7 separate regions of the Mus musculus genome follow, and regions 1, 2, 3, 4, 5 and 6 are each linked to region 7. Evidence: chromatin contacts called from public Hi-C and promoter capture Hi-C data. All regions are on one chromosome and are shown on one strand. The core of a region is the stretch at or near the end of the contact, and the rest is flanking DNA. Distances in the headings are between cores, read along the strand shown.

Region 1 (3,496 bases), core at 299-2,798, 7.3 Mb after region 7:
AAATAAATGCAGTATTAGGATGTCATATCTAGTGTCACACCTAGGATCACACACACACACACACACACACACACACACAGCAATGTTAGTGTCTTTTAGGGAAGACTGAAATATTTACAGGACAGGGGACTTTCCAGTCACTGAAGAGACTGATGTGGATCTTGAATATCAATAAGCAAGATGTTTCAAATTTTTGCAGAACAAAAGCAAAAAGTCCAACAGCAGGTAAACTGGATCCCAGCTGTGTACATATAAGATGTAGCAGGAAACAGACACATATACTACCAGGGCCACACATCACTTCTGGAAGGATGCAGAAGACACTGTTGACAATGGCTCGCCCTCTCAAGGATGGGGACAGGGAATTTTTACATTATACTTCCTATTTGAACTTTTACTCCTGAGTAAATGTTACTTCTTAATTAAAAAAAAAAAAACACTGAGGACTGAGGGTTGGCTCCAGGAATGTTGGGTATGGCAGTGCACACCTGTCCAAAAGTCTAGCTCAATCTTTCAGTTCCAGGTTCAGTGAGAGAGCCTGACTCCAATGTTCAGGTGAATATTAGCTGACCTCTGGTTTTGATATGCAAGCTCAGACACTTGTATAGACAAAATAACTGGATTTTTCTCCAAAGACCAATGGGGACCCTAATGGGGAAACGATATGTTTAGCTTGACTTTAATCCGTGGCACTGCTAAGTACTGGAATGGCAGTATTAGAAAGACTGGAAGGGTGGGATGGATGGGACCTGAAAGCAGAGACAAAGGAATAACGGAGAAGAAAGAAGAGTAAATTGAGTCACATACAAGGTGTGGCCGGAAGTCGTCTTTTAATGCCAGCAACCACCTGGATCCAATCATTTTAGTCCCAAGGCTAAACATTTAAAATGCAGACACATAAGCCCTACCTCAAGGATCTTCAACGAAAGGAAGGGGGCGGGGGAGAGATGTCCCTGAGATCTGCCATTTTAAAGGGTCTATCCATACTAAAATTGGTGGCCGTTCTCTCCCTGGGGACTCCTGCTGGACAGTTCCTAAAAACCTAGAACAGCGGTCCCTCCCCCCCTCTCGGCGCCGCCCCCCCCCCCCCCCCCCAGCCAAGAATTGGTGGCGGCCTCACCTGGTCGCACACCACCACGTCGAACTCCTCGCCGGAGAGAAACAGCACGTAGAGCGCCAGAAAGACCATGCGCACGTAGGAGCAGATGGCGGCGCCGCGGCCGCCCCAGCCCAGGCTGCGAGGCAGCCAGTCCCCTGCGCATTGCACCGAGAGCTCGCGGGTCTCGATGAAGCAGTGGTTCGGGTCGTAGTGCGCGGTCCATATCTTCACATCACAGCCGTACTCCTGCAGCGCCAGCGCCGCGTCCAGCACTAGGCGCTCGGCTCCGCCTATACCCATGTCTGGGTGCAGAAACAGCACAGATGGGCTGTAAACCCGGGAACGGGCTCGGTACAGGTTTTCGGCCATGGTAGATGAGCCGCGCTTGCGCTCTCCGCGCGAGCTTCTGCAAGCTCCTGCAAGCTCCGCCCCTGGCCCCCTCTGGCTACTGAAAGCCGAGCCAGCGCAACTACGCCTGCGTTAGTTTAGGCCACATCAGCGATAAGCTTGTGGGCGCTAAGAAAATGCCTGACTCAATTTCTCATGTGGACCTGTCCAAAGCTTGCAATTTGGTGATGTTTGACCATATTAAGCACGCTAAATAAATTACATAAAAGAAGCGAAAGGGCTGTACTTTCACACGGCCCAGTTGTTGTCGGCGTAATCTTTACAGGCATATCTCAGGACAGCCCAGTCATCCAAGAGTCTGCGAAGGCCCTGCCAGCCGGCCGGGGGGCGGTGCCAGAGCCTGTATCTACGAGAGTTCTGAGTGCTCGGCAACTTCACGACTTCCCTCTTCCTGCCTCCTGTGCCCACCGTTCTTAGGCATCAGCATGGTGCGCGGTCCCCGCTTCCATGGGGTGCACTAGCCCCTATCTTGGTCTTCCTTTCTGGGACCTCATTGCTCTTCCCAGCTTCTCGGGTGGGTGTGGGGTCGGGGGTGTGAAGAGGATTTGACCCGCGATGTTCACTGTTTGTCTGCTTCCCTCTGCAGCCGGGTCCAACGCCCAGTGGCACCAACGTGGGCTCCTCTGGCCGCTCTCCCAGCAAAGCGGTGGCCGCACGGGCTGCGGGATCCACTGTTCGGCAGAGGTAAGTGGCTGGGGGCTTGCGGGGGACGCCCGGTTATGGCTGGAGGAGGCTAGGTACCCAGGGTTGCATTGCATTGCTGGAAGGAGGAGTTCCAGGATGGAAAGATTAATAGGGGCCGAGTGAGCCCGAGCTGACGTGGCCATCTAGTTAGTTAAAGGCCCTTTAGGAGGGAGGCATGGTTTTCCTCTCCTTGATCAGCTGCACGCACCACTTTAGTTAAAGGTAAATTAGACTAGGATCAGGAATAACTTTAGGAAAAGCGTTGGCATAAAGCTGGTGTGTCTGAGGCTTTACCTTTCAGTCTTCCATATGGAGGTCCCATACACACTCAGTTTAACAAAATGTGTCTTACACAGTCTGTCACCCTGGTTCCCCATCCCAGCTGTGTGTGTGTCTTTCTTTTTAAGTCTATTTTGTGTATGTGTGTGTATTGCACGCACCTGTGTGTGTGTGTGTGTGTGTGTATGTATGTGTGTGTGTGCGCGCGCGCATCTCTTTCTTGCCTGGTGTCCTTGGAGGTCACCTGAAACTGCAGTTATGAATGATTGTGAGCTACCATATGAGTACTGGGGACCGATTTGGGGTTCTCTGCAGGAGCAACAGGTATTCTTAACCTCTCAGCCACTTTTCCAGCTTCAGGGTCTCCTTATTTTTAAATGTCACTGCTTATTTATAGAAATCTAGAAACTCCAGTTATTTATCTTTTTTAATTTGGTGTGTCTTCTCTGTACAGTCATATGCCATATTTCATAGGAAGACCTCACTACTTTTTTTCCTCCATTTCTGTCCCCCCAGTTTAGCCCTCAACTTCTTCTGCTTTGAATTTACACCACTATTCACCCTCCAGTTGCTCTTCCACTTAGGTTCTCTGTAAGTTTCTGGTGGTGCCTGTTAAAAAAGGCTTTCAGAGGGATTCCACGCCTCTCCTTTCTCCCTCCTGTGAGCCAGCAATTCTGAGCTTACTACCATTTCTTTCCTTTTCTTTTCTTTTTTTTTTTTTTTTAGTTAGTTAGTTTCTTTTTAGACATTCCCACACAACCTAGGGTTGAACTCAGATCATCCTTCCTTCACCTCCTATGTGCTAGGATTGTAGTTGTAATAGGATACTACTATTTACATCTGCATGTTCATCTCCTCTGCTTTGACAGAACACCTGCCCAAGCCCTCTTCCTTAGCTCTTGCCTTAAATCATGCCACAAGAAAATGTTGACTGAAGGAATCAGTCAGCCGTATTGTTGTGTTTGTTGAACTACTAGTAAAGGTTTTTGTAGAGAGGAGTAGACTTTGAAAACGCAAAGGAGCGCT
Region 2 (3,604 bases), core at 448-2,947, 5.4 Mb before region 7:
TTAACTAGTGAGAACGTGCCATCTCCCTCAGTGGTATACCCATTGATAAACTGTTCTTGCTCTGGTAGATAACTTTATGCACACAGGGAGGTTAGGGGGGAGGGAGGAAAGAGGGGCCTGTTGGGAAGAAGAGGTTGGACTGGTGGACTCGTGGGCAATGAGGGAGAAAACACTGAAGCTCATTATATAAACACTTGATAACTGTCAGACGATATATTGTTACTAATTAGCAGTGCTGAGGGCCTGCATCAATCCCCAGCATCATATAAAACCCAGGCTGTGGTATGTCCATAAAACTCCCAGTGCTGGGGTGGGGGAGGCAGGCTCATCTCTGGGGCTCTCTGACCAGTCAGCCCTTTGGGATCAGTAAGTCCCAGGTCCCAGTGAGAAACTCTGTCTCAGAAAACAAGGTACGTGGCCCTTGAGGAACATCATCAGGCTGACCTCTGGCTTCTACACACATACTGCACATGTGTGCATGTGAACGAATGAACTATCCGTGTCTGTACACACCAAATTCACTAGAACAAGATTGGCATAGCTACCTATATTATATTGTATGGGGAAGTATGAAGATATAAACAATGAGAACTGGTTTAGGAAAAGCACTCTATTTTCAAATATATAGAGAACTGCCTCAAATGGACCAAACATTCAACGATAGTATAGATACTCTTGTTATTATGTTTCACATACTATACTCTTTTAGTGCTTAAGAAAGTAAAAGTCCGGAGTAGGACACCTTCAATAGTTTAGATTAATATGAGAAACTTTGAGAAAGAATCAGGGCTTTATAGCTTGAGGGAACTAAGTAAGCTTAATCTCAACTCTGGTGCTTCTAAAGGAATTTTTTTTTTTTTTTTTGAGTAAGTGACAACTCTGATTCCACCTTAATAAAAGGAATGATATTATACACTGCAATATTACAGATGTGTATTTAACATTGTTAACATTCTTAAAAGGAAAGATGTTAACAAAATAGCGGTCATCCTACAGATAGTGTGCAACCTTCCTACCTTCGATGCCTTTTCACTACTAGGGTAGGATAATCCAATTCTTCCCATTGTAGTGGACTCCTATTCCATCAGCATCTTTTTCCAAAACTGATTTTTGAGGAAAGTGTTTTGCATTTATAAAGTACTACCAGACGCAGGACCCTAAGATAAGCCCAGCACTAGAGAGGCAGAGGCAGGCGGATCTCTCTGAGCTCCAGGCCAGCTTTGTCTACAGAACGAGTTCCAAGACAGCCAGCCCCCTGTCTCACAGTGGGGAAATGAGATCGCTTAGATTTTAAAAAATAAACTCTATCGTTTTTACTGTAAAATATAACTTTAAAGTGAAAAAAGAAAAACACCACACACAAAACCCACTTTCCACCTCGTAATTTACCCCACTCATGGATTGGGGAAAGAGTGTCACTGTGGCAAGGACCTGAAGGCTGTAAAGCTTTTCAGACCGCGGTCAGATACCCAGGCTCCTACGGAGCTCAGTATAAATCTTCATAAACAAGTGTGAAAACTTGTGTGGTCGGCGGGCAGGCTTCCCGGCAACCTACCCTAGCATCTTCTGCAAACCACAACCCTCCCCTTCGAGGGCTGGCGGAGCCTGACCTTGGGCAATTGGGAAGCCGGGGAAGCTTCAGCTCGGACGCCGCCAGGCTCAGAGACTTCCGGCGTCCCGTGCGAACGCCCGCTGCTGGACTTTCCTTCCGGTTCGCCCGGTGCGCGCCCAACCAGTGCGCGTTCCCGCCGGGGCTCTAAGAGCCGCACCACAGCGCCATCTATGCTCCGGAGGCCGTAGAGCAGGGGTCCGGGCCGAGCCCTGGCATTGGAACTGCAGGAGCCCTTGGCTTTGGAACCCAGATGAGCAGTCTGGTTTGATTTCTTGGGGCCTTTGACTTTCAGCCTCTCACATTCAAATAAGCTTTCGTTTCGTGGGTTTCATGTATATTTATATAAAGAGATATCCAGAATTGGAAATGGGACCTAATGGCACTTAATGGAAATGGAAAGATTCAGGCTAGAATCCAGCTGCCTCCAAGAGAAGGAAGTGCAGTATCGCCAAAAAGGAGTCTGGGGCTTTATAGGGTGCTTTTAGTTGAGCAGTGGTGTGGCAGAAGAGCTTTAAGAGAAAAGGGACTGGAATTAGAAGTTTTACATGTGGTGGTGAAGGGTTCGAGTCTTTAGAACCGGGACTGTGGTCAGTCTAGCCGTTCTGAGACAGGGATCATCTACCATCACTTGTGTAAAAAAAAAAAAAAAAAAACACATTCAAATTGATCAGAGATTACTAATCAGAGTTTCCCAAATTAGATCTCCAGGGGTTAAAGAGACTTCTCACGGGATCTCTGATAGCACTGACGATTTTGTTTTTCACATAGATATTAATAGTTCGCTTATATTTAATTTCAAAAATCATACATTATCAGTATTTTCTCAAACACGGGTTTTTTTTTTTTAAGTAATATAAGTCCTAGCCTTATTTTACGAGGACATCAAGCCAAAGTATATGATATAATTAATGGATTATCAGTTGACAAATGTGAACATTGTTTGTGGTAATTTTCAAAACCAATCCTACTCTCTCTTTTCTATGGCCTCCCATCCTGACTCCTGAGTTGTCCTGTGAAGGCTAAAGGTATATTTTAAGTTTAAATTATTGTGTGCTTTAGGCATAAAACAGAAATGTCTCTAAACTGTAAGCCCCTCTTGGCAAGAACAGATAGCTTCTTGGAATGCTGGGAGCTGTTGCTCCTGTAAGACAACAAGCCACTTGTTTTCACTTCTGTAAACAAGGCTGGTTGTCTCAGCTGCACAGGATGTGCACACATAGGTGGGAGGTGTAGGCAGGAAATATGTCAGGATGTATACTTGCCCCTGATTACATAAAAGTGGGATGTATATAGCCTTGTCAGTTTTGATTGTATACGCTTCTGACTAATGTAATTTGTTACTCTGGGATTCCTGGATATGGCCTTGGGCAGTGTCCCTTGTCCTGGCCAGTATTTAATAAAGCCTGCTTAGCTCAAAAATTGTGATAGTAGTCTTATTCTTGCCTTGTGGGATTAACAGTCCTTGTGATTTATTTCGGGTAGTATCATATATATATATATATATATGTTGTTTATATATGTCTATGCGTGAGTTTTCTATCTGATGCCTTTGGAGGCAGAAGAGGGCATGGAATTCCTGAACTAGAGTTAAAGACAATTGTGAACCTGCCCAGGGCCAGCCCTGGAAGATCTTCTTTCATGTTCTGGCTCTCCTTGAGCATTAGCAGTGATAAGATTTGGTCTTAGAAGGCACTTAGGGTTACTATATAATAATAATACGTTTTCCTATCTCAATTATAAGTCACTGTGCTTCAGTAGCTAACCTGCCTTCTGAGATCTTCTGAGGTGAGCAACTGTTTTGCACCTCATCCTAAAACAGGAGGAGATTAAGTAAAGTGGCCTTTGTTCTATCTCCAGCAGGAACTGCACAGCTTTAACTTTCATCCTGCTAGTTGAAGTCACAGGAAGAAAAAAGGGACACTTTGGAAAGTGATTTGAGCATTTATTTCTAAGTTGTAAAAAGTTTCCGATGAAAGCTTTCTGAGAAAAAGG
Region 3 (3,268 bases), core at 407-2,906, 9.4 Mb after region 7:
CGCCAGTCAATAGCAATCAGAGACATTTAATAAAGAGTCAGAAGTCGAGGGCTGGAGAGCTTTGAGCTCAGAAGTTAAGAGAACTCGCTGCTCTTCCAGAGTGCAGTCCTCAGCACCCACCTCAGGCTGCTAGCTCACAATCTCTTGTAACACCAAACTCAGGGGATCTGACGCCCTCTTCTGTCCTCCGAGAGTATCAGCACACATATATTTATACATACACATATGGACATAAATAAAATAAATCCTCAATAAAATCAGTGGTTTCTCTAGAGAAATAATAAATCACCCCCCCCCAAATGATCAAGAAATCTGGTTTGTTTATAACAGCAGGAAAAAAATATTTAGGAAAAAATAACCAAGCAGGTTAAAGATCTATACTCTAAAACTCTAAACCATCCATGAAAGAAACAGAAAACACACATATAAATGAAGAGACAGTCCATGTTCAATGACTGTTCCATGTCTGCACTACTTAAATACTTAACTCAAAAAAATCGAATGGCTTTTCCCAAAGACATAAAGAGCAATCTTAAATTACGAATAGCTGCAGCAATCATGAGCAAGAAAAACATGGAAGAAATTATGCTTCAAGATTTAAAATTCTAACACAGAGCTATGATGATTGACAATAAACAAAACAAACAAACAGAACGCAAAAAGGGATGTAAAAAGGTGGGATTGGCCTGACTGCTGAAATCTCTCCTCTATGTGAATATACATCACTACATCCATTTACACCTTAAAGAACGGTTACCTGAAAAATGAACAGTTTATCACCAACTGCCCCCCTTCTCCTATGAGGACAAAGATTTGGTCTAATTAACCACTTTATCTTTAATATTTATCATATAGTAAACACTAAAATATCTGTTGAGTGAAAAAAAAAAGAAATGAACTTGGGACATCTGACACTAACCAGGGAAAGGTTAGAGTTAATACATGGGGTGAGGATTCAAACTTCTAACTTAATACGTTCGTTGTTCTCTGAGGTCCCAGCGGTTAAATTTTCAGGCCCTAAATATTATCTAAGTAATATACATAGATCCCACAGGATGCAGTGAGGAAAACTGTGGATAAGCAGTTAAGTCACGGGGCTTCTGGATCCACCATGTGCGTGCTTCTCTTCAGTGGGCCTCAGTTCCCTCCCGTGTGGAACTAAAGCGTGGGAAAGAGAGTACTGCTGGGTACACACTTAGAGACACGGAAGGCATTTAGAAACTATTTGTTGTATGCATCAGTGAAATCTGGGAAAGCGCACCGTGTTGCCGTTAGAAGCGGTCCTGCCAATCGCAGAAACGTAAGCTTTTAGCTCGGATCCCTACTCCACGCTAACTCCTGAAGGCTCAGGACCAGGGTCCCATCTTAACCCTCTGAACTCGTCCCCTCCGCTTCTGATTACTTACGTGGAACTTAGACCATTGAGAAACACTCAGATTTACCTGGATCGAGACCAAAATTCTCTACGTGTTGCCAAGGGAAGCTTCCACAGCCAGCCTCTTCTTGCTAACCGAGACACGATCAGCGCCGCCATTCTCGACAAGCAACCCAAGAGCGCCAGACGTGCCCGACTCAGCCAATCAGATGAGAGCTTACTTCAGCGGCCCCTGACGTTGCCCAGACCTATGCATTCCGGGAAATGTAGTTCGCTTGCCATTTACGGAAGAAGGCGGTGGCTCGCTCCCTGGGCATGTTGGGAGTTGTAGTTGGAGCGGTTCCGCGAAGGCTCCGGGTAACGCCTTCTGGTCCGGGGGTGGTCGGTAGTAGTGCAGCTTGACTTTGAGGCGGAGGAATTGGCAACAAGGAGGAGATATTACAGGGAGACCCTAAGGCTAGGCAGCGGGACAGAGGACTGGGTTTGGGGTTGGAGGACAGCCAGACAGAACGTCTGATATGCCCCTAGGAACTTGACCGCTCCGAGACAGAGGCAGGACCACACCAGACCCATCCGGTGAGCCCCTTCTCGCCGAGCCTTATTTCCAACAGCCATCTAGGCCTCATCAGAGCCCCAATGTCGTGTGGCTGCTATTCCTGAACGAGGCGATGGCGTCCCCAAGCCCACCGCTGGAGCCAAAGGTGAGTTGCCCTTTCAAGAGATCTCCGTTATTTCGCCACTCCCAAGACAGCAAGGCCGCGCCATCACCTCTTCCCCTGTCCCCCTCCTGGCCATTTCTACAACTCTTAAGAAAGGACCCCAGTCAACTCCTGTGTACCCCTTGCTGCGGGACATACCCCTTGCTGCAAGGTGCTTTTAGTTCACTTACAAACTCCCCAAGGCCCCTTTTTCTTTTTTCCTTTCTTTCTTTTTTTCTTTTTTTCAAGAGTAACTTGATAAATCGGCTGGGGAAAATTAAGACTGCTCCAAGTTAGATCTCATTTATGAGTTTCTCAGGTGAGGCACTTTTTTCTTTCTTTTCTTCTTTTTTTTTTTTAAATCTCGTCTGTCCTCTGCAGCTAGCACAATGTCTGAACTCAAGGTGAGTGTTTAGAAAACCTAATGGAACTGCGTCGAATTGGGTCCCAAGCTGGTGTGGGTAGAAGCTTGGGGCGAACAGTGAGGCCAGGGAACGTTGGGGTGGTCTTAAGGCTGTTAACTAAAAACAGTCGTGGTATTAGTGTGTAATAACGAAAGCAGAGAAGACCTTCAGTTTGGAAGGCGTGGATCTAGACCAGTCCAGATCCTTTTCAGTGTGAGGTGCCATGAATTGAGCACCTTTTGGAACTCTTACTTACCGTGTTCCTCCTAGTGAATGGGAGCATGGTAAAGTGACAATAACTTCTCCCACTTTCAGTGGAGAGACCACTGGAACTGACTACAGAGAGAAAACAATTCCAGCAGTGGCTGACATTTGAGGCTATGGCTATGTTTCTTACTCAGGAGGAGTGGGGTTATCTGGATCCAGCTCCGAGAAGCCTGTATAAAGATGTCATGATGGACAGCTACGGAAAGCTGGTCTCGCTGGGTAAGAATGCACGCTTTTTCTAACTAAAATATCTAATAAGGTACTAACACTTAAACCCAGAATGCGTCAAGCAGTGTAACTGACACCAGCACTATTTTGTCCCAACCTTCTGATTCGGATCTTTCTACAACTCTGGTCTCCCTCGCTTCCTTGTTAGCAAAGGCTGGCTTTGGCAGCTTCAGAATCTCATTCCCAGACGGCTCTGTTGGCTCTGTACTTTCCTTCCCGGTTCATCTTCCCACGGCTCTCCTCCCACCCTCTTTTCACTCTGCCTTCTGGAGCCTGGGCTGCTCATCACACAGTGT
Region 4 (3,222 bases), core at 295-2,794, 5.6 Mb before region 7:
TCTGCTTTCATGTCACAAATACTCTATTACCCCTTCCTCCTCTTCCACACAATCTCAATGTCCTGTCTTGTGGCTCCCTTTTACCTTCCGTGCCACCTGTGGTCAAATCTTAGTGGACAAAAGGAGAGGCTGCTGTTTAGTTGCTAGGGTGCTTGATTGACCCCTGGCAATATATAAACGATGTATGATGGCACACGCCAATCATCTTAACCTTAGTTCTCAGGAGGTAGAGGTGGGAGGGTCAAAAGTTCAAGGTCATCTTTGGCTACCCAGTGAATTTGATATCAGATCTTATCTCCAAAGGAAAAAAAAAAGTCAAGAACTTTTCTTATTCTGCTCTTACATAAAGTATGAACGTCCAGTCAGTTTCAGCACAATAACAGATTTCCTGGAGTTTTTATAATTTAATAAACACATCCTTAGTACAAGTCTTAGTTAAGTGACTGTTTCATAGAATGCTGGTCTTTCTCAAAAGATACTTTCTAAGAACTATATTCTAAATTAAAATAAGTGTGACAGAGTTGCTTATACAGTGTGATCAAGAAAGCTGATCTTTGTGGTGGTGAACAATTCTAAACAAATGGATATATAGAGAGGTATTGTCCAAAACAACTATAAAGCAGCCACATATGTTGATTTCTGAGTAAGCAGAAAAGAGTGAGCATTAGGCGTATTAATACTTATAATCTTGGTGGAGAGCTAGCATCCACAGGCAGAAGATATAAAGTATCTACATAAATTACTTCATCAGTGCTGTAGTCGATCCCTATTTTAGATAGTTGATGAAAAAACAAATTTTAGAAATATTTCTTCCCACTTTGCTAATAAAGATGGGTCCTGCTCCCTAGGCATTTATTTGCTTGCCTTTCCCTAGACCCCACCCAGCCTTCCAAACTCAACAAATTTCTGGTGTTGATCGCTCTCTGCTCATAGTAAACAATTGACTTTGTGCTCCTTTTCAGCTATGCAGAATTTAATAAGCAAACAAGTACCTATCTGGGAAGCGCAAAGCACAGACTTCAAAGATCCTGTAATCTGATATTATTACTGTCGTTCTGTCTCGAGGACCCAAATTGGTGTTTTCATTATTTCCTATCTCCTCCATGTGACAGATTTGGTTTTTTGGCGCTCCTGACAGCTAAATTAATCTCTCTCCAAATATTAGACTGGCTCTTTGTTATATCCCGTTTAAGTCACTATGCCAAATCTTCACAGGGTCTCTAAAGTGCTTAGCTTGCTTTTCCAATGGGTTCGCTTCCTCTTCCCCACTGTCTCACAGGCTCTCCTTTCTCTTCCTTAGGTCTTTTTTTTTTTTTTTTTTTTTTAAACTCTCTTACTTATGAGGGGGTATTTAAATTCCAACCCGGAACTTGGGATCGTGCGCCTTGGATGACGGGAGTCGTAGTTTCTGTGACTTCTGGGTAACCGCCTTTCAGGCCGATCCCTGCCCTTCACGAAACCCCACAAATCCCAGAATGCACTCTGGCGGGCCCGCCCCCGGTGCGCAGGCGCCCTGGGGCCGCAGGATTTGAATCGGCGGCGTTGTTATTGACGCCATATTGGGGCCGGCGGCGGGTGGCAGAGTTGTTCCGTGGAGAAGAGAGGGTCGAGTGCATTGCTTAGCTCTGTACGGCCGGGCTACCTCGCAGCTCCCGCGCGTGGCCGCCACTCACGAGCTTCCGTCTGCACCGGCGTGTCGGAGATCGCGTCTGGGTCGCGCCACTGGCCGGGTCCACTTCCGAAGGGAGCGGGTCTCCGCGCAGGAGCCCCGGCGCGCTCAGCCCGAGCGCACGGCGGGGGCGGCCCGGCCTCTCGGGAGCGGCCCCGAGCCGGCGGCGCGACCCTCGCGCCTCGCCCGCCTGCCCTGTCGCGGCTCCGCCGTCCCGGGCCCCACACCCACCGGGCACCTCGGAGGGCCCGTTTGCCCCCGTCCTTCCCGGCCCCGCCCGAGCCGAGCCTCGGCCGCCCGCCACCATGGCGTGCGGAGCCACTCTGAAAAGGACTCTGGATTTCGACCCGCTGCTGAGCCCCGCATCTCCGAAGCGGAGGCGGTGCGCGCCTTTGTCGGCGCCGGCTTCGGCTGCCGCCTCCCCTGCCGCCGCCACCGCCGCCGCCGCCGCCTCGGCCGCGGCCGCCTCGCCGCAGAAGTATCTCCGGATGGAGCCTTCCCCCTTCGGCGACGTCTCTTCCCGGCTCACCACAGGTGGGCCTCGGCCCCGGGGCTGCCGGGGTGGGCTGCGGCCGGGAGCTTGGGTGCGGACACAAAGGGAAGGAAGGGCCTGAACCGAGGTGGGGGTGGTGTCGGCAGGTTGGGTGGGTACGAGTCGGGTTGGCCGGCATTGTGGGGGTCCCTCATTGTGAGGCAGATCATTTGGGGCTAGATCCCTAGAATCGTTTCCTTATGTAGAGCCCCAGCGGAAATGATCAGAGAGGGTGATATTATTCATAAGTCAGGCGAGAGAAGGGTCACATTTCACCCGAATCTCCGGGTCTCTTGGGCTGAATCGATTGGTTGCAGCTATTAACTCAGTGACTGAGTGGTTTGAGGCGAGAAGGCAGCCCCTCCTCCATTTTAGACTTGGCTGGTTTTAGTATAGAAGGGGTGGGGTTTGGAGGGGGATGGATGTCACTGGGGCGAGTTGTAGGCCTGTCATTAATCACCCACAAGAACGCCACTTTGGCTGAGTCAAGACCTGTTTCCCTAGCAGGGTCAACAACAAAGCAAATGTTCTTCCCGAGTACTGTAATGTGATCTCACTATGCGTCCAGTCCTTAAGAGATCCTGAACTTTTAATGAAAAGGAAGGTGTACTTCAAATTGAGACTGACTAGTTTATTTGTAAATGCTTTAGTTATCCCAATGAAGTATGTTGGGAGAAAACAACCTAGCCTCGAGAGTAACGAATAAATCAAGATTCCAGTGGACTTCAGACTTGAAGTCTTGAAACATTTTCTCAAAGTGTCTGCCGGATGGACCTTTGATTGCTTTTGTATACTAAATGTGTACCTAGGGATTTTTTTTCCCCCTCTGCATTTGGAAATCTTTGTGTGCCTTCGGCACAATCTTAGGGTAAACTTTAATGGACTTGAAGTGTAAGTCTGTTTCTTTTGTGTGTGGCATGCAAGAGTGTGTGAGCCTGTGTGTGTAAGCCCTTAGTGATATCATCCTTAAAGCCTTTGCTTAGCTTAAATTTTTTTTTTCTCAGTAATTCATTTTAAAAAG
Region 5 (3,565 bases), core at 580-3,079, 8.2 Mb before region 7:
CTTAGGCATTTAGATTGCATCTTTTGATAGATACAGGTGCCCAACAGGTCCAAAACTCGGTAAAAATTTAGTATTCAGAATACATCAGAAATCATTGTCATAACAGTGATGCTGAAAGCCAAGACCCTGGGTAAAACTGCCTAGAAAGTGAGTGCAGCAGGAAGAAACTATTGTTTGTCACTGTGACTATGACTTACAAAATGAGAATGGTAGCTCACAGTAGCTTCCTGTCAAATACAATGATCTACTTGCAAACATGTTCAATTTACTCTTTTTTTTTTACATTATCCTAGATTGTTGTTCTATGAGAAAGCTCCCGTGTAGTGAAATTGGGATCCCTCTCTCTCCCCTCCTTTCAGCCTGTTAGGAAGCGCAGGACTTGACATTCTCAAGAGCGCATCCTTGGTCACTAATTTTAACTCCAATGGTTCCACTGGTTTCCAGTCAAATCAACTAAAACTCAGCACCTAGCTTAAATTTAAAATCGTGTTGGTCATACAACATGGGCAATACCTTCCATCTTGGGGTTCTCTGACCTAACTTGTGACACTCAAACTTGAATTGCCATGCTACTGCTGAGTATTTAGTAAGCATACAGCACTAGCATTAAAGGCAGGAAAGGAAAAGCTATGAGACCATAAATAGGGAAAGGTGCCCCTTATTCGAAGTTGAAACTCCTCATCGGGTTAAAAATAAATAAATAAATAATCTCAGTACAACCAACATTTGCTATGAAGACTGCCGACACAAAGGCAACATTCCTTCCTATAAAGGTATCTTAGGTTAAACTAGCAGTGGATCTTTGCCTAAGGTTCAAGCCTGTGCCCTTCGTCCTTTCCTAGACATTAGACTATTAACTTTGTTTCCAATTAAGTTATCTTAACTCTAGTAACCCCGGAATATGGGGCTTTACCGTAGCAATCCTAATCTTGTTGGGTAGTCTTCAGGAACCACCCTATGATCTCCCTTAAACTCAACAATCCTTCAGAGACATTAGTCCTTCAAAGACAATGTCCTCAAAGGTCGCCAAAATGCTGTACATAAACATTAAGGACAATGAAGCGTGACTCTCCTTATAGCTCTGAGGCATAGTGGCTCCTCTTAAAATCCGTCGTCTTGGTGTGTCCACGGATTCTCAAACCAAACCCTCGGGGCTGTTGTGGACGACAGCCTCGGGAAGGTGACAAAGCGAAGCCATCTGAACTGCCTTAGGAAGTGTGTAAAACGCCACTGGTGTCTCTCTACGATGCTAACTTCCATTAGTGAGCGCTCACGCGTCACGGTGCTCCCCCCGATGGCGCGCGCTAACCGCTGCTCCCGAACCCCCTCGCCAGCTCGGGGTTCCGCTTAAAAAAGTAACGGGCTCACGGCTGAAAACCCGACATGAAGAGGTGCCCAATGAGCACAAGACAAACCCTAGGCTGCCTGACCGCAGACCGCCCAGCACAGAGCAGGGGAAGGCACGACGCGGCTCAAAAGAAACAGGCAGAAAGCGACGGAGTTCATCTTTCCCGCTGGATCCCGCAGGACCAACCGGTCCGCCTTCGGGCTCGCTCCGCGCCAGTTCCGATCGCGCACATTTACTACGTCACGGCGTCCAGTCTCGCGGTATCCTCCTGCCGCCGAGGCCCTTTCGCAAAAGTCTCGCGAAACCTGTTCCTCGGGCCCACGGCTCCGCGCTCGCCCTCCTCCACTCCGCCCCTACCCCGGCTTCTCCCTCACTCGCTCCCCGGGTCAGGAAATTCCCCGCTCGGGTCCGGCAGGCGCGCCTCCTCCCTCCCAGTTCCGAGTTCAAACCGGAACTGGAAGTGTGGTGGGCGGGGCCCGGCGACGGAAAGCGCTGAGGAGCCGAAGCCGGGACTCGGCGGTGGCCCGGGTCGGTCCCGCGCCACGGAGCGCCGGGCGGCGGGGCTGCGGGGCTCCGGGCTGAAGGGCGCTGCGCGAGCCGGAGGGCGGGCGCGGCCCCCCGGGCGCCGCGGGGGATCATGTCGACAGCCTCCGCCGCCTCGTCCTCCTCCTCGTCTTCTGCCAGTGAGATGATCGAAGCGCCGTCGCAGGTCCTGAACTTCGAAGAGATCGACTACAAGGAGATCGAGGTGGAAGAGGTGAGCGAGGCCGAGACCTGCTGCCCCGCGCCGCCTGGGATCCCGGGCGGGAGGCGGCTTCCCCATGGGCTTCGGGGGTTGAGTCTGAATCTGTGATTCTCTACCTGATTCTTATGTGGTCGGCAGTTCAATTATCCGTAAATAGATTGAGCAAAGTTTGGTGGCCGCGGGATTTCAGCTCGCTGGTAGTGGTGTTAGAGTCCAGGATAGTGTGTGTGTGTGTGTCTGTCTGTCTGTCTGTATGTCTGTCTTGTCTGTCTGTGTGACTTCTAGCGCAGTGTGTGACACGAAAGGATGCTTGGGACAGGCTGGTAAAGAGAACGTCGAACGTCTCACGGTGCTTCCCCTGGTCCCGGATTCTTCTTTCTCTGATACCGTAGGTAGTTCTACCTTCTATTGGGCTCTGTAGATGAATTTCAATCTCTAGTAACGTTAAGTCTGTTATGAAAACATGTTTCAAGTAGCATAGTCTGAAGAGGCAAGTAGTGATTATGGTGACAGTCAGAATATTACGCTACACCAGAAATCGCTGTTAGAAAAACCGAATAAATTCAATGTTCAGGTGGAAGAGTGTCTTCACTTCATCGCCTATTTTCAGATTCACAGTGGGGCCAGTGACTTCTAAGAGTCTTAATATTTACTGAAGAGGAAAAAATCTGTACATATATTCAAAATGCCGTTTAGAACTCGTTGAAGCTTTGGTTAGAAACGCGTTCACGCAGTTTCTATGAGTTTAACCGTTTTTTAAGAGCACTGTGCATTTTCTGTGCCTTAATGTGTGGGTTTTTTATAGCTAGACTGAGTTGTCTTTTCTTCATTTTTAAAGTATTATAGTAAGGAGTTAAAAGATGCAAGCAAATTAACAATCAATAAATACATCTTTACCTTAGAGGACTACTAAGTCATATCTTTGTATCACAAAAACTAACCAGAGATGAGTGTGTTCATTGAGAGCATGATTATCTTAGAAAAAGTGTGCTGGATAGGGGAAGGTTTGAGACAGAGGAAGACGCTTCAGAGATAGACAGAGCACTGTGGGACTTGGTTTCCTACTGCTTTCTGTGTGTTCGTTTCCTTAACTGTAAGATGGGAGTGATTGCTACTTTATCAGTGTGACAAATCCAGTTAAGCAGTGTGTGCAGAAAATCCAATATAGTGCCTGACATATTGTTAGGAAGCAAAGTTCCAGACAGGAAGGGTGACCTGCTTTAAGGTCATATGCTAAAAGAAGGCCTGTTTTTGAAGAGGAAAACATTTTATATGTCCCCCCCACCCCCATTGAAGCTAAGATAAATTCCTTTTTTCAGAAGCGGGTAGTTGGTCCAGCTTTCATGGATAACATTCTTTTTTAAGACTAAAACTTCAGTGAGTCAGTATACAAGAATCGCAGCTTTTAAATAAGCATTTACGTGTACTCTCATGAATTGCTGTCCTTGTAGACTACAAATTGTTATATAATA
Region 6 (3,366 bases), core at 760-3,259, 9.5 Mb after region 7:
GCGAGGTAGTACATGCCTTTAATCCCTGGAGACTGAGGCCAGGTGATCTCTGAGTTCAAGGTCAGCCTGGGACAAGCAAGTCCCAGATCCGGGAGTGGTGGTACACCACACCTTTAATCTGGGACACACTTTCTGCTGGAGGCCTACATCGGGACACTGAAAGAAGGAAGATTCACTCTTTGCCTGCTTGCCTTGTGGAACTGAGCAACTGCTAGATCCTTGGACTTCCATTCACAACTGCTGCTGACCATTGTTGGGGAGTTGGACTGCAGACTATAAGTCACCAACAAATTCCCTTACTAGAGACTACCCATAAGTTCTGTGACTCTAGAGAACCCTGACTAATACAACCTTCTTGTCTCATGCACAGGTAAGACTAATCAAGTACAAGAACACCCAAATTCTTTCTACTGCCAGAAATTCGGTGTGGGTTAGGTTTTCCTCCAAACATATTTACATGTATTTTTTAAAAAGGGTATAGCAGCCATTCTTACATCCCTGTGCCTTTATCTGCTGTCATTGGTTAATTTGCCACAATTTCAGAAGCCACACTGCTTTTCAAGGGCAGATTAGATCGATTGCCTTTTTATCATTAAAATGCATTTAGTAAAATTGAATGATGTAGTTTATTTCTAACGTAAAAAAAATATCAACGCTCAATAAATTTTAAACATCCTGGTACTGGCCTGGCAAGATGGTTTAGTGGGTAAAGGTGCTTGTCACCCCGAGTTCAGCCCTTGAGACCCGAGCCTTCGAAGTACGACCTAGCTCCAAAAGTTGTCCTCTGAGCTTTACATGTGGGCACTCGAACACCTATGCACACATTAAAAAAAAATCATATTAAGACGGGTACTGAGATTACAGACTAATTGACTTGTTCTTAATTAACACCCTCCTCCCCCCCCCCGACCCCCCCCCCCCCATCCCCAGTGTCTCTGGTCAGTATCTTATCCTCTCCAAACACTAAAGCAGTAGTTTCCAAACCTGTGATGAGAATCCATAGGGGGAAGATGGGATGGGATGAAGGTGGCTTTATTTTTTTTTTTATTTTTTATTTTTGGTTTTTGAGACAGGGTTTCTCTGCGTAGCTCTGGCTGTCCTGGAACTCACTCTGTAGACTATGCTGGCCTTGAACTCAGAAATCTGCCTGCCTCTGCCTCCCAAGTGCTGGGATTAAAGGCATGCGCCACCACCGCCCGGCGAAGGTGACTTTTTAACCCTACAAGAGACTAAAGTTCTCCAGCTGAGTGTCATTTGCAGGTAGTGCTAAATAGAGACCCCGCTTATTTATTTTGGCCTTCCCAGACAGGAGTTTCTCTGTGTAGTATTTATTTATTTTGAGGCAGGGTTTCTATGCATAGTATGTATGTATTTATGTGCTTATTTATTTTGGTTTTTCAAGACATGGTTTCTCTGTGTAGCTCCGGCTGTACGAGAACTCGCTTTGTAGACCAGGCTAGCCTTGAACTCAGAGGAATCAGCCCGCTTCTACCTCCTGAGTGCTGGGATTAAAGGCGAGTGCTACCATCGCCGTGCTGGAATCCCCTTTAAGGAAACTACACAGAACTAGAAATCGGTCAAATTCCTTGAGTTTTACGCAGGCTATTTCATCTCTTTAAAGAGTGCTCCACCCACACCTCAGGTAAGGGCGCTTGCCCTTTGGGAGATGGACAGGACCATCAACCAATTAGCAGCTTGGATGAGATAGGACCGCCCCCCCAACACAAAACATAAACAAAACGCTTTCCGTCAGTAATAATAATGGACCTTAAAAAAAAGAAAACAAAAAACAAAAAAACCGTACACAATGCTTCGCGTTGAAGAGACCGGTCACTTTGGGACTGGAGTCTGAAACAGTCCCCGCCCATCCCAACACAGAGGCGGCAGCGCACACGCAGAACTGACTGCGCCCCCTCCTCACGCGTCACTTCCGCCTGGCGGTCTCCCACACGTCACTTCCGCCCTCTCCTCGCCGTGCCTCGGGTAAAGTTGAAGCAACTTCCTTTTCCTTTTCCCTACTTCCTCTCCGTGCCTCCGCCTCCGTGGAGCTCAGTCCCTCTCGCAGCGGATCCCAAGTGAATCCCTTGGAGTCCCTCTCGGGCCTTCGTGAAGAAGCGCTGGGAGCCGCGCGCTCCCTGCGGCGGGAGTTGCCAGAGCCCAGGTTTGCTCTGTCGTCTGCTGCTCCCGGGCCGTGAGCGGCGAGGACTCTCGGGTCCCATCTTCCCGGCCTGTAGTTAGCCACGCCGGAGCCAGCGGCCAGCGCTCTCCAGTCAAGCTGCGCTCTCTCCTCAGCTCCCGTCTCCTCTCTTTGCAGGCGAGGTCCAACCCAGATTGCTGCTTGCCATTGACGCCTCGTCCCGGAGTTTGGATCGGAAGCCGGCTGGATGTAGACCCCTGATGGCCGCGGTGCTCGCCATCTAGCATCCATTCCACCTCCTTGTGAGTTTCGGAACCAGAGTCAGGTAGGAAATACTGAAAGAGCATCCCGTCTGAACAGATAAAGAAACGGGGATTGTTGGCAGGTTCGGTCTCTAAAGGCAGCCCGGCTCCCCAAAGGAAGCGCTGGGGTGCTCACCTACGTCTGACATCTGGAGAACTAACTGCTCAGGGAGCGTTTACAAGGCTCTGCAAAGAGAACGCTTGCATTTCTGGGTGCTTAGTGTTCATCTGACATTATGCTAAGTTGTTTCTATAACTATGCCATCCATTTGTTGCAGTAAGTCTAGCAACATGTTGTTGTCCTTCGTTTAGGAAACCGAGATTCAGAGATAACTGACTTGTATAGGATTAATGACTTAGCTAATGTTTCCCACGTCTCTTGCCCCAAGTCTCCTAATACTTTAACCTTAACCTCTGTCATAAATAAACTCTCCTTCTTTTAGTTTTTTGTTTTTGGCATCTCAGGAAGTGAGAATCCTGAAATTTATTCATAGCTTCTCTATTATTTGAGTAGAATTTTATTTGTTATTAGCATCTTGTGTAGAAATTTATAATCCTGTCAATCCCATTCCTCAACAGTTCCCCTCCCCCTTCTCTCTTGATTTAGGGTTGATGGGTTTTGTCGTAGAATTATTTGATTTAGGTTAAAGAGTTGGCCTGAAAAAAATTACTAGTTTTTATATACAGGTACTTTATATTGTGGCATGTCTGCTTATCTTGATTCAGTTCATGTTTTCTATTTTTGTTTCTGTTTTTTCATTCAGAAAAATATAACTGTCATCTTATACCAAGATGTCAGGAATTGGAAATAAAAGAGCAGCTGGAGAGCCGGGCACATCTATGCCTCCAGAGAAGAAGACAGCTGTTGAAGATTCAGGGACCACCGTGGAAACAATTAAGTTAGGAGGTGTCTCTTCAACGGTACGA
Region 7 (3,626 bases), core at 917-3,416:
AATTGTTTTTTTAATCTTCGAGACTTCTTCTGGGATTGCAATATTAGGCCTAGCACAACACCTAACAAATAATCTCTTTGTCTACAGTCTTAATCAAGCTAGGCAGGTTGTATGGAGGAAAATGCGACTTCCATATCTGATGGCACAGACAGCAGCACTGGCATTGGCAATGATGAGGTAGCTGAAGCATTCCAGAGTCATCAAGATCTAAGAGACCCCAACGGCCAAAGCTCAGAGCAACAACACAGAAGGCAGCTAAGAGTTCCCGAGCCCTTCAAGAGCTCTGAACTATAACACTAGGGAGTGGTTAAAGGGTTTCCAAAGAAAATGCAAGAAACTATGACTATATAGGAATAGCAAAAGTGTAAAGACAGGCAGGGGCTCTGAAGAACAAAAAGCAGAGACTGTAAAGCTTGGTCTCAGCCAAAGATCAGGAGTTATAACTCTACCTGCTGCAGAGCAGAAGGAAGCAAGAGCAATACACCTCTGCCCTGAGTACCTGGAATAACCAGCCTTAGGCTTGGACAGCTTGGAACTCAAATCCACCCTGTGATGAGTTCCTGGAACTCAGGGCCTTCAACACTAAGGGAGCAACCTAGAGCAGCAAAACCCATCGCTAGCCAAGTGCTTGACATACTAGTTACTAGTCATTCTCCCTATATGATGCTCGTTCGTGTTAACTCAATGTAGAAGCCTACACTGAATTTCCAAATGATCTGGGCAGCAAAACCTTACATCCTTTCATCTAGAGCTAATCAATCATGTTTCCAAATTCACATTGACTTGAGAGGCTAAACTGCTAAGCATGGACGGAACCCCCACTCAGTCTCACAGCTCAGACTTTAGATCGGTGGACAGCATGTGCTGTAATTAATGGGTTGCTGTAGGCTAAAACCAAGTTTTATATATAGAAAGTTTGCATTCTGTGTAAGCTACAGACATGTTGAAGTGTGCTCCTGATGTATACTTCCTGTGCTTTGAGCTAGTAATAACGGAGAAACTGCCTTTTATAAGAGCTGGGTGTGGTGGGACAGAACCTGCAGTCCCGGCACTTTAAAGGTAGATGTAGGGAGTCCAAGGTCTGGGGAGTTCCACCAAACAATGAGCTCTAAGCCTGCCTGGGGCCCATGAGTATCTGACTCAAAAATCAAACCAAAAACCCCAAACAACTAAACCCTCGGGAAGAAATCTAAAACAAAACAGTAGTTGGGGTAGGAATAGGAAGTGAAGGGCAAGGTGGAGGAGGTGGGGGACACTGGAAGAGGCACTCAGAAAACGTACTTACCACCCAGCATTTAAAAGAAAGGTGGCGTTTTGTGTGCCAACTTGACACAAATTAGTCATCAGAGAGGAAGGAGTCTCAGTTGAGAAAATGCCTCCATGAGATCCAGCTGTAAGGCATTTTCTCACCATTTTCTCAATGGGAGAGGGCCCAGCCCATGGTGAGTGGTCTCACCTAGGCTGGTAGTCCTGAGTTCTATGATAAAGCAGGCTGAGCAAGGCATGGAAGCAAGGCATTAAGCATCACCCCCACGGCCTCTGCATCAGTGCTTGCTTCCAGGTTCTAGCCCTGCTTGTGTTCCTGTCCTGACTTCCTCCAGTGAATTGGAAGTGTAAGCCAAATAAACCCCTTTCTCCTCAGCTTGCTTTTTGGTCATGGCGTTTCATCGCAGCAACAGAAATCCTAAGGCTCCCTACGTTAGTCAGGCAGTTACATGTCACACTCTGCCCCTCGTGAGGGACAGTCAGCCTTCTCCACGCTCCAAAAGAGGAAAAGCCTAGAAATCGGCTCTACACTTCCTGGGACTGAGCCACTAGCAAAGCTAGATGCAGCCTCGGGGCCCAGTTTCTCCCGCCTATGGGGAGGAGCCACGAAGATCAATAGCCTTCAGCTTCGGGCCTTCGGGCCTAGGAGGTACAGAGGGGTGGAGCAGGTCCTAGGCTCCGCCCCCGTCCGTGGCCACGAGTCTCTTGTTCTAGGGGTGGGACGGTGCCCAGCCCCTAAACCTGGCCATGTAGGGGCCTGGGACTCGTCCCTCGGTATGGTCTGCCTTCAGGCTCTGGAAAGAAGAGGTGTTCCCAAGCTCTGCCCCTTGGCCGCAACCTCAAGTCAGATCTGGGCCTTGGGGCGGAATAGGCCCTAGACTCCGCCCATCTGCCAAGATCGGAAGGTTCCGAAGGGAGGGCGCACCCGGACTAGACTGCAAGCTTCAGCCATCGCTTGCAGCTTCTAGAGGGAGGAGGTGCCCAGGCTCCGCCCCTCGGGGGGCGGAGTGAGGCCCGGGCCCCGCCCCTCTCCCGCAGCAGCTGGTTCCGGCCCGCTCTCCACCGGTCCCGCCTCGCTGCCGGAGCGTCCGGAGGACCGCTCAGTGGGAGGAGCGCGGAGTCGGCCTGGGACATTGCTAGCACCCGCCTGTGTGCTCCGGGAACTGCACTGTGAGCGGTGAGTACCACGCGGCCCCGGGGCGTCCGTGCAGGCCTTTCCCACGGGTGCAGACCCGAGGACACGGGGAGAGCTGCGGGGAGGCGGTGGAGCTGGCTCCTGGGGTGACCTCTCTACTCGCTCCCCAGCCTGCGTCGCTCTGGACTGGGAGTGGCTCTACTCGGCGCCCCGGGAGTTCTCGCCTTGGTGTGAGGGCCGCACCGCCGGGGTGTCATTGTGCCAGGCCCAGCCCACGGGATAGAAAGGAACGATTGTGCCCGGCAGATTGGAGTCCCCAGCACGGGGCGAAGGCAGGCGGGGTGAGGGTAAGAGCCCCCTCAGTGGAAGGGCATAGAGTCCAAGGTGATTGATTGAGAAACCCAAGGAGAACGGGACTGTACCACTCTGGCCAGCCCAGTGCACTAGAACCGCAGATCTCCCTGCAGCACGCATGACAGCCTCCCAGCAGAAGTTGCCGAACTTTTGCATTTAGGACCGGCAGCGCGCCTAAAGAACCTTTGTTATATAGATTGTACCTATTGATTTTTGCAGTGTATAAATACAGCGTATAGACACTTAATATACTTAATTCAGATAGACCGATTCTGTAGTTTCCAAAACACTGTTATTAAGAATGGCATTCTTTAACCTTCCTGCAAATCTCTGCTTAGAAGACACTCAGCCTGTTGCAGTATGACAGGTCATGTAGCTTCTGAAGACTTTTAAGTATATTGGTGAAAATGTAACATTGTATTGCTTAAAGAGTGGTTTTGACCGTCCAAACACCTGCGCCTGTGTTTCTCTGCAGCATACTTTAGAACCACCGAAGTAGCCAGTGCTTAGGAGGCATAGTTCACTGGGTTTGCCACTTTATTTATGGTTCTTCCATTCCGCACCGTGGAGGAGTTAACCTCTGATACCCAGGAGCACTCTGGACCTCACTTTCCAACGGAATACGAGATCCCCACAGTTGGTGGTGGCTTTGGGTGATGTTCATGTGTGCCTTGGTTGTTTCTGTGCCTGCTGAGTTGATGTGTGTAAACCTGATGTAGCACACCAGACCTGTGAGTTCAGGGAGGTGGGTGTGACTAGACCATGCCAAATGTGTAGGGGTTGCTGTAAGATTACCAAGCAGTTGAGAGGTCATGTCTAAAACACCAGGTGGCATGTTTTTGCCTCCTTATCCCTGTGTTCAGTTCTGTTG

Evidence for each region. Promoter capture Hi-C pulls out the DNA fragments that hold promoters and counts their contacts. Hi-C and Micro-C count contacts between places; a contact is called where the count stands out from the background.
Region 1: a contact with region 7 is called in a promoter capture Hi-C map of pre-B cells, with 4 times the contacts expected there. The contact joins the promoter of Alg2 here to the promoter of Aco1 in region 7. A contact is called at or near these places in 1 of 39 promoter capture datasets (pre-B cells) and 1 of 484 Hi-C or Micro-C datasets (uterus).
Region 2: a promoter capture Hi-C map of pre-B cells shows a contact between it and region 7, with 2.8 times the contacts expected there. The contact joins the promoter of Smim8 here to the promoter of Aco1 in region 7. A contact is called at or near these places in 3 of 39 promoter capture datasets (cranial neural crest, pre-B cells and second pharyngeal arch cranial neural crest).
Region 3: a contact with region 7 is called in a Hi-C map of CD8 T cells, with 5 times the contacts expected there. The contact joins the promoter of Zfp189 here to the promoter of Aco1 in region 7. A contact is called at or near these places in 1 of 39 promoter capture datasets (pre-B cells) and 3 of 484 Hi-C or Micro-C datasets (CD4 T cells, CD8 T cells and uterus).
Region 4: a Hi-C map of B cells shows a contact between it and region 7, with 5 read pairs. The contact joins the promoter of Akirin2 here to the promoter of Aco1 in region 7. A contact is called at or near these places in 1 of 39 promoter capture datasets (cranial neural crest) and 2 of 484 Hi-C or Micro-C datasets (B cells and CD4 T cells).
Region 5: a contact with region 7 is called in a Hi-C map of regulatory T cells, with 9 times the contacts expected there. The contact joins the promoter of Map3k7 here to the promoter of Aco1 in region 7. A contact is called at or near these places in 1 of 39 promoter capture datasets (cranial neural crest) and 2 of 484 Hi-C or Micro-C datasets (CD4 T cells and regulatory T cells).
Region 6: a contact with region 7 is called in a Hi-C map of CD8 T cells, with 8 times the contacts expected there. The contact joins the promoter of Rnf20 here to the promoter of Aco1 in region 7. A contact is called at or near these places in 4 of 484 Hi-C or Micro-C datasets (CD4 T cells, CD8 T cells and rod photoreceptor).

The regions. Positions count from the first base shown.
Region 1 is chr4:47,472,819-47,476,314 of GRCm38.p6, forward strand. Alg2 (asparagine-linked glycosylation 2 (alpha-1,3-mannosyltransferase)) reads right to left here and starts at 1,549. Exons shown (of 2, transcript NM_019998.3): 1 at 1,121-1,549. The coding sequence starts at 1,468. It overlaps Sec61b (Sec61 beta subunit), which reads left to right and starts at 1,843. Exons shown (of 4, transcript NM_024171.2): 1 at 1,843-1,935; 2 at 2,094-2,191. The coding sequence starts at 1,933.
Region 2 is chr4:34,776,669-34,780,272 of GRCm38.p6, forward strand. It overlaps Smim8 (small integral membrane protein 8), which reads right to left and starts at 1,698. Exons shown (of 3, transcript NM_001330757.1): 1 at 1,611-1,698.
Region 3 is chr4:49,519,520-49,522,787 of GRCm38.p6, forward strand. It overlaps Zfp189 (zinc finger protein 189), which reads left to right and starts at 1,657. Exons shown (of 3, transcript NM_145547.3): 1 at 1,657-2,076; 2 at 2,879-2,963. The coding sequence starts at 2,044. Mrpl50 (mitochondrial ribosomal protein L50) reads right to left here and starts at 1,564. Exons shown (of 2, transcript NM_178603.4): 1 at 1,443-1,564. The coding sequence starts at 1,534.
Region 4 is chr4:34,549,071-34,552,292 of GRCm38.p6, forward strand. It overlaps Akirin2 (akirin 2), which reads left to right and starts at 1,545. Exons shown (of 5, transcript NM_001007589.3): 1 at 1,545-2,203. The coding sequence starts at 1,975.
Region 5 is chr4:31,962,278-31,965,842 of GRCm38.p6, forward strand. It overlaps Map3k7 (mitogen-activated protein kinase kinase kinase 7), which reads left to right and starts at 1,830. Exons shown (of 16, transcript NM_172688.3): 1 at 1,830-2,105. The coding sequence starts at 1,986.
Region 6 is chr4:49,630,051-49,633,416 of GRCm38.p6, forward strand. Rnf20 (ring finger protein 20) reads left to right here and starts at 2,010. Exons shown (of 21, transcript NM_182999.2): 1 at 2,010-2,161; 2 at 2,315-2,462; 3 at 3,204-3,360. The coding sequence starts at 3,232. It overlaps Gm45952 (predicted gene, 45952), which reads right to left and starts at 1,902. Exons shown (of 2, transcript NR_168526.1): 1 at 1,805-1,902; 2 at 608-813.
Region 7 is chr4:40,141,099-40,144,724 of GRCm38.p6, forward strand. Aco1 (aconitase 1) reads left to right here and starts at 2,167. Exons shown (of 21, transcript NM_007386.2): 1 at 2,167-2,443.